Linked DNA regions of Rattus norvegicus: region 2 is linked to region 1. A link is a contact called in public Hi-C data. All regions are on one chromosome and are shown on one strand. The core of a region is the stretch at or near the end of the contact, and the rest is flanking DNA. Distances in the headings are between cores, read along the strand shown. Region 1 has its middle 68 kb from the start of Fbln2. Region 2 overlaps Tmem43 (transmembrane protein 43).

What was found. A called contact is a pair of places that touch in the nucleus more often than the background predicts.
Region 2: a Hi-C map of the A7r5 cell line shows a contact between it and region 1, with 4 times the contacts expected there. The contact joins two enhancer-like sites. A contact is called at or near these places in 3 of 12 Hi-C or Micro-C datasets (the A7r5 cell line, Schwann cells and hepatocytes).

The regions. Positions count from the first base shown.
Region 1 is chr4:125,327,946-125,332,132 of GRCr8, reverse strand. No RefSeq gene overlaps it. Among named protein-coding and RNA genes, the nearest start is that of Fbln2, 68 kb to the right of the region's middle. Within about 2 kb of position 1,627, at least 28 of the 93 cell types and tissues checked have an H3K27ac peak or open chromatin away from gene starts, as enhancers often do. A contact at or near this core is called in the A7r5 cell line, where this site is marked.
Region 2 is chr4:125,548,108-125,551,932 of GRCr8, reverse strand. It overlaps Tmem43 (transmembrane protein 43), which reads right to left. Exons shown (of 12, transcript NM_001007745.1): 12 at 1,947-3,719. The coding sequence ends at 3,517. It overlaps Xpc (XPC complex subunit, DNA damage recognition and repair factor), which reads left to right. Exons shown (of 16, transcript NM_001107874.1): 16 at 113-1,100. The coding sequence ends at 328. Among named protein-coding and RNA genes, the nearest start is that of Tmem43, 15 kb to the right of the region's middle. Within about 2 kb of position 1,367, at least 26 of the 93 cell types and tissues checked have an H3K27ac peak or open chromatin away from gene starts, as enhancers often do. A contact at or near this core is called in the A7r5 cell line, where this site is marked.

The DNA of each region.
Region 1 (4,187 bases), core at 378-2,877:
GGCCAGGCACTCTGCAGAGAAAGGGCTGTGTCCACAGAAGCATCCTGCAGAAACACAGTAGAAGTGCACACTGGGCCCTGGAGGCTAGCAGCAAGAGAGGCAGGGTAGTGGTCAGGCCAGAGCAGCTAGGACTGTACACAAGGATGACCCTCAGTTGGATGGTCTGGAATAGAGAAGCTTACAGAGGGAAGGCATCAAGATTGGAATGTCCTAAGAGTTCATTTTGCAGGACTCACCAGTGGTGCAAATATTGGGAACAGAGAGGGAGGGGAGGTCAGGTTCTAGAATGTTCTGGGGTCCAATAGATAGGATATGGGAGAGTGAAAGAGAAGTCATATTTCCAGCCCAAGGCAACAGAGTTGCCAACAGGCTGTCTCTCCTCCCTCCTGTTCCAGATTGGACTATCCTATGCACATCTTTCTCGCTCACCCTTTTCATGATCACCCAGCCCACCCCTGCATTTTGCTCTGGCCCTAGCCCAAACATTTTGACAAACATACCTGTCTAACTAGCTGGAAAAGATCCGCCTTTTCCCTGGGCTGTGTATGCAAGGTTGTTTATGTTCTGCTTTATGCCATACCTGGTGCCAGTTACTGGGACTCAGTTTACTATCAGCATAGGCCAACACCTCACTCCCTCTTCTCTTCCATGCAGAACCACATCTTACCCCTACCTATTTAGAAACTTCATCTCTAGCACCCATGCCTGGAGGCACAAGTGGGATATTGCACAAAGGCCATGTAGTCTGGAGGAGACTCACCAAGAGGACACAAATTACATTGTGCAGGGTGAGCAGGCCAGAATATGGCTACCAACACTGTGCTGCTCGCAGTGAAAAAGCTGAAGCCTCCCAGCCTGACCCACAGAAAGAATGGCCCAGACCTGGGTCATGGCATACTTTGTCTTCTTGGTGCTGGTGGGTTTCTCCCAGGAGTTCTTGTCCCCAAGCCGTGACAAGACGATCCTTATTCTCTTTGGGCCTGACCTTTGGAGGCAGGATGGTGCTTAGAAAGCCTCAATCCCAGCTACCGTCTCTCGACTCTGCCAACCTCTCACAGGGATGGCTCAGCTGACCCAAGGGCGTTGACCTGATGACTCGGCTCTGGATGGGAACTTCAGGCATAAACCCTGACCCTGATGCCAAAGCCCTGGAGCCAGCACAGCCCTACTGTCCCTTCCTGTCCCCACCCTTCCTGAGCTTCAAAGGTCAAAGTCCTAGAACAGGGAGGACAGAAACCTTAGTGTCAGCCAAGCAGAACTGGCCTTGAGCTCCCTATCTGATAAAATGGACAGAAAGAAGGATGAGGCTAACTCTGACTAACCTACCAGGACACAGACAGTCTCAGAGGTTGAGCCCCGTACCTGACACCAGAGCTGAAGCTATCAGCAACCCCTGCCAAGGAGAAGCCAGGAGCATGTGCTTCAGGGGTAGAAAGAGGATACCTGGGCTATTCCAACTGTTACATCAACCTGCCCCTTCCCCCAGCCCTGGCCTGCTCTGGATCTTTTGGCAAACTCCGAATAGTGGAAAAAGAGTCACCACTTTCCTCCCAGCTAGTCTGCATTCCAGCAAGAGCGCGCCTGTGCTGTTGATTCACTCAGCATTTATCTGTGCCTGCTTTGTTCTGTGCCTGGTGCTGGGTGCTGGGGACTTAGAAGGGAGGCTCATTTGCATATGACCTGAGAAGTGCTACTAGCAGGCAACTAGAAGGCAGTTGGGGAAGCACCTACTCTGTGGAGGATGGTCAGAGCTGGGTGTTGCAGGATGAATAGGAGTTTCCAGGCTCTCCAAGCAAAAGGTACAGAGTTGGAAGAGGAGGCTACAAGGATCTCGGAAAGAAGAGTGGCTAAGGTGATTGGTACACAGGGTTCAGCAGGGAGTAATGACTATAAGACTGAAGAGGGTGGAGCCAGGATGGTGGGCTCTGAAACTTGAACTTTGTATTGCAAGCAATGGGGAGCCATGGTGAGATTTACATAGAACATGGGAGCTAAGGCATGCCCTGCTAGCTCCTGACAACCGCCTCCTGAGGCAGCAGGCTTAGGCAGATAGGATCAGACAGACCAGCCTCACCCTAGCCTCTCATCAGCCCTAGCTGGGGACCCTGTGTGATTCTAAGGAGAATATGCAACCTCTCTGGGCTTATAAAGTGAAGACAGGCATGGAAGGGAGGATGATTCAGGCGAGGTGTAAGATCACATGCAGCCTCCTGTCCCTCTCAGAGCAGGCAAGGTAAGTAGGCCAAGCTGGATTGCTTCCTACCCCTGAGAATGGCTGGACAAGCGCCTGGGAACCACAAGACCAAACTGCACAGAGCTGGAGGTTGGGTGTCACTGACCAAGCTCCCCACAATCACATGTGTTTACCGAGAGACACAGACACCTGGTGTCCAGACATCTGGTGTAGGACAAGCCCCATTTACAGTCACTGCCCCAGCACAGCTGTCAGAACTGCCTGCTCTCACATGGGTGGGCAGACCAACTCTCAGCAAATGCTATAGCACCCTATACTGGTCACACACAGGAGTCACCTTTCCAGAGGGCCTCTCCCCCAGCATGTACACACCTGTGCCCATGTCTGCACATGTGGGCTGGCAGCTAGGCACACCTAGCATTTCTAAAATGCCAATTACATAGAAGTTACAGTTATCAGAATACCAAGAAGGTCATGGTGGGGCTCCAGTGGGCCTCTTAACCCCTATGGCGCTCTCCAGCAGCAGGTCTCAAACCAGTACAATTTCTATATACAGAGAGAAAATAGGACGTGGGGCCCCTGAAGAGCCAGGCAACCACATCCAAAGCAACAGGGATTCCTGGCCTGTGGCAGGGGTGACAGGGAAGGCAGCATGTCCATTAGAGTTTGGAATCAGGTAAAAAGGCGTCATCCGGGCTCCGCACATCCTTGCTTATGTGCTCCTGGGCTACTGCCCAGTCCTACACTGATTAGAACGACGCTTTCCCTATCTACACCAACTGCTAACAATTCCTCTCTTGGCCGCCAGGTGTCACCACACACTGCCTATGGCCTGGCGAGGTCGCAGCCATGGAGATATCAGATTCCAAGCTAGATGAATGATGTTGTTGAAGCTCTGTGGCAGTCCCCAGAATCTTGCTGTTACTGATCAGCCAATAGGGTTCTTCTCTACCCAGATATGGGTCAGAGAAGACAAAGAGAAGTCTTCCAGTTTGAGCAGTCCTAGTCCTTGAGTGCCGAGGTGCTGGAAGCTGAACTGACAGATGTTAGAACCAGAGGCTGCAGCTACAGCCCTGGAATACAGACTTAGGAGCTGGAAGCTCAGAGCTGTAGGGGTTCCTGCTGGAAGTCCATCACCTTGCGCTTTAACCCCCAGAGGCCCTGGCACTCAGCTAACTGGGGCAGCAAGCAGCTACCTTCTGGTGGTGTAGCTCCCAGGTTGTTCTAAGTTACTGGGCCCCTCAGCTCCTATAAGGACTAATGTTACAGCTCTCAAGCATTGGATAGCCCTGTGATAACCTCAGCAGTGGCAAATGTAAGGGTGTGTAAGACCCTTGGCCCTGGAGGCTCAGTAGTACCCTGGACTCTTCCTGTGATAGAGGCCACAGGTTCTGCCTCTACCTGGGGTCTCTACTTTCTCCCTCCTTTTCTTTCCACTCCACCTCATCCCTAGTTGTTTTAACCCCAGCCATTCTTTGAACTCTTCAACAACCTGTATGGCCATACTCCTTAGGGCTGTGACAGTCTCCCTTGGTGAATTCACTCAGACCTCACTCCAAGATCCTCGCTAAGCACCTAAAACTGCGGATGACCCTGGGTTCCATGGCTCTTGAGTCCCATGGCTCTTGAGCCCCATGGGTCTTGTGCTTTTGTTTTATATGCATGTCTGTGAGCATTCATTTTATTAATGGAACATGGTTAGAGAGTATGGCAGAAGCAGTACAAGGCAGTAGCAACACCATGGAGCAAATGCTATGCTGTGCTGTAATAAAAGCGATGTGACTGCTCTCTCCCCTCCCGCCACGGTCATTTGGAGAAAGCGCTTCTTTCCTCACACGGAAGCATTCACGTGAAAGGAGCCCTTGTGGATTCTCTTTGCCTGAAGGGAGCACATCTGGTTCCTATTCCCTTGAGGAGAGCACTCCCAGGTCCTCTTCCCATGAGGAGTTGTATCAGTCACTACTCTGTTGCTGTGATGAACACCATAACCAAG
Region 2 (3,825 bases), core at 118-2,617, 220 kb before region 1:
CCTTGCCTTCCAAGAGGCCCAGTCAGGCTCAAGACTGGGTTCTTCTGGCCCTTTTAAAGTCATTTATCTGCAACTCATCATTAACTGTGGCCCCTCCCTGCCTTTCCCCCAGAGTGAGGCAGCAGCTCCCCATGCAAATGCAGGAGGCGGACTCTCTTCTGATGAAGAGGAAGGGACCAGTTCACAAGCAGAAGCTGCCAGAGTTCTGGCTGCTTCCTGGCCACAGAACCGAGAGACTAAAGAAGAACAGAAGCCCGACTACACGAAGATGACTCGGAGAAGGCGGGCAGCAGAGGCTTCCCATCTCTTCCCATTTGAGAAGCTATGAAGCCAGTGTCCTCGAGGCCAGAGAAGGCAGATAGCTGATGGGCCTGGGGACTAGGAAGTTGTGCTGCAGATCAGTCTGACACCAGCCCAGCTGGATCCCCATAGGGTGGTGCGGTAAGCTGCCCAGAGTCTACTCTGGTGTTTGGAACACTTTACTGGGAGATACCCTCTGACCCCTGGACCTTGGTATTCCTGTCTTTGGAAATGGGAGTGAGTTTTAGAGGGTCTTATTTGTTTTCCCAGCTGGTGTCAAATTTAAAATCCCTGTCTTATAGTGAGGGCTGAGATTATATGCATATACCACCATGCCTTATCTACCCTTTATTTCTGTTTTTTTAAATAGAAGTCACTGGGAAATTATGGGTATTGGAGCAATGAGAGGAATCCTCCTTTAGTGCAGTTCACATGTAGAATGCTTGCTCTCCTCTCTCCTTCAGACCCAGGGCATTTGCTTTTCAGGCCTGCCTTCCTGAGTCAGGTTTCCTGTACTGCCTGCTGCTCTTTTGTCAGAGAACACAGGTCATCTCTTGTCAAGGCACTTTTGGGATTTTATACTGACAGAAGACTAGAACAAAGCTAAAAATCAAGAATGAAAAAAAGAAAACAAATAGAGAATTATGAAAATGTTCATAAAAGATTATTAGTTTTTGGCTACATTTTATTCAATTCTGGATACATTTACTTTGTACTGGTGATACATTTTCTAAGCTGCTGTATGTACTACTCAGGAAAGAGTCCTTTTATAGAACCTACAGGAAATAAAGAATTTACCTAAAAGCCCTTGGCTGCTCATTTTCTTTCAGGTCTTAAGCCAGCTAGGAGGGTCCAGGAATTTTCTGTGTGCCGTGGGTGAGACTTGGAGAAAGCTCAGGTGTATTTTCATGGAGGCGTGGAACTCCTCACACACCAAGGAAGCTTTTGTGTTGACCATATTTGATATTGCTTCATCTTAGAATCTTTAAAATGTTGAGTCACTCTTACCAAGGCAAACAAACAAAACATTTGGGGTATGACTCATGTTGGACACTGGAAGAGAAACAGACTAGGGTCACCATGGAAACTGCACTCTCGTACTTTCTGCACCAGAGCCTGACAAACTTCCTACACTCGATTTCATTTCTGGGGTTTTGGTTAGGCATGACTATGTCTCTTGAGATGTAACCTGTTCTGGCAGCTGTGAGGAGGCATGATGGGAATGACATGTTAGGCTTGGAAAGTTTGCCTGCTTGAGAACAGCGTGGCAGTGCCTCAGATGGGCAGAGGCGCCATGCCCCAGGTACTTGGGCTACAATTGATTTATTCCTCACACCCATGTATGGTGACAGGCTCTGACCCCATTTTACAAATGCAGCAGGCTGGCCCAACACCATGAGTCAATAAGACAGACATGATCTGTGTGCCACTCAAAAACAGTGCTTTCAGCTCATGCTCCTAGCACATTCTCAAGGTTCATGAAGCATGAGTCACTTACTTTAAGTAAAGCCAAGACAAAGTAGACTTAGGGCAAATATTGAGCTGCCCTTTCAGAAAGAACTGAAACCATTGACAAGGAGCTGAGGGGGTTGGAATGGGTCTGAGTCCTTAAAAGAATGAACAACAAAAGACTACTGGCAAGATCCTATACCAAAAGATAAGTAGAAATTTATTTCAAAATTTAATACAAAGAATACAAACCTCATGGTTCCTCAAAGACATCAAATTACTCTTCTATAATTTTCTCCTAACTTTTGAGCTGGCAGGTAGAGACCATAGAAGAAAATGTTACACAGACCGAATCCCAAGCGTTGCGTATTTAAGCATCACTAACTGTACTGTATTTTCCCAAACCATCTGGGGAGTTTCGATGGGATTGTTCCAGCGTGCACTGAACAGTAGTGAATTATCATTTCCATCCTAAACCCAGTAAGCCGTCTCCGGCTGTATTTCACCCAGCTGAAAGCACAGAAGCCATAGGACATGAAAGGAACTGTCACTAGGGCCAGAGGGCCTGATACCTTGGTCAGCCACCAAACACTCTTGTTGCTACAGCAACCAGTTTGCAAACAGAAACGATACAGGATAAACCAAGGCTCTGTGATAACATCAGGGCTAAGTATCCCTTTCAAAGGGTGTAATAGTAGCAAGGTAACTTAGAAATTCTATCCATTGGTATGGATGAATTTTACCTGGGATGAGGACAGTGATGGACATTAAATGCAAAAAGAACCGCCCTGCAGCAACTACTTGGGGCTGGAGTGTCAAGGTCAAAAGCGGTCCCACAGAAAAGGGCCAGACGTGGCCTCCTGTAGGAAGCCTGAGTCCTGATTCTTGGCTTCAGTTGACTGGAGGTCACTTAGAAAAGCTTCCAGCCTTTTCTTAGAATACTGACTACAACATAAAAATGACCTCCAAGTGAACAGATGGTCTGATAGCAGAGGACAAAAGGGATGTGTTCCTCCACAGTCCCAACCCAGCATGACGGTGCATCCCCTAACACTGGTTCAAAAGCATAGCAAAAGTGAAGCTTCCCCATGCCTCAGGAGCTAAAACCAGGCAAGCCACGCCCGCTGAAACACCATTCCTGCTGAGTTAATTTCAGTAACAGCAACTGTCAAGTGTGAACCGTTCACACGATCCTTTTTGGGAAGGAAAACACGAGAAGTGAAGCAATAGAACCTAGAACCAGAGGCCTGAGGGCTTATATAGAAGCACTCTGTCCTGCCACAGTGACAGAGACCTTCGGGACAAGATCTTCAGTGTTAACTTTAGGCCACATCAGGTTCTACCCAGAGACCTGATGTGGGGTGCACTCCTCCAAGCCTGGGTGTCCTACTGATGAGGTGTCGCCAGCAGTGGAGAGTGATGGCTGTTTTCTGGGGTTGCGGTTGTAGCTGGCGGTTGTGGCAGTCCTGGCACTTGGTTCCAGCAAGGAGGGATGGGCAGGGAGGCTGAGCCCTTCACCAGCAGGTCAGCTGACAGCTCGAGAAGGGAAGGCATTAAGCAGAACAGTACTTGCTGGGTTGCCACCTCACGCTGCTTCTGCCCACCAAAGCTGCATTTTGGCAAGAAGTGGAGTGGAGAAGACATGAGCTGGTGAAGAGCAAACCCTACATGCAGATGTGGACACTGGCCTCTCAAAGAGTGGGGTGTGTAGATGCCTGCCCCAGCTAGAGCTGGGCAGAGGTGACAGGGAGCCTAGCCTCTGAGGCTTCACTCCAGCTTTTTGGTTGGCACCCGGGTCCGTGCAATGATAATGGGCACCAGAGCCAGGCAGCCGAGTAGAGCAGCCCACAGCGGTCGGTAGAAGAGCCAGCCAGCAGCCACAGTCAACAGTGTCAGTGAGGTGGCCACACAGAAGGCAAAGGCTTTCAAGCCAATGTTGACTAGATCTCGGAAGACAGGAAACCAATCCACTGTGGGGAAAGGAAAGACCATGAGTCCCTGAGGACATTGTGCTCCCTGCTCTAGACTGTTCCTCTCTGCCATTTGAAGGAGGAAACCAGTAAGTACACATACCTA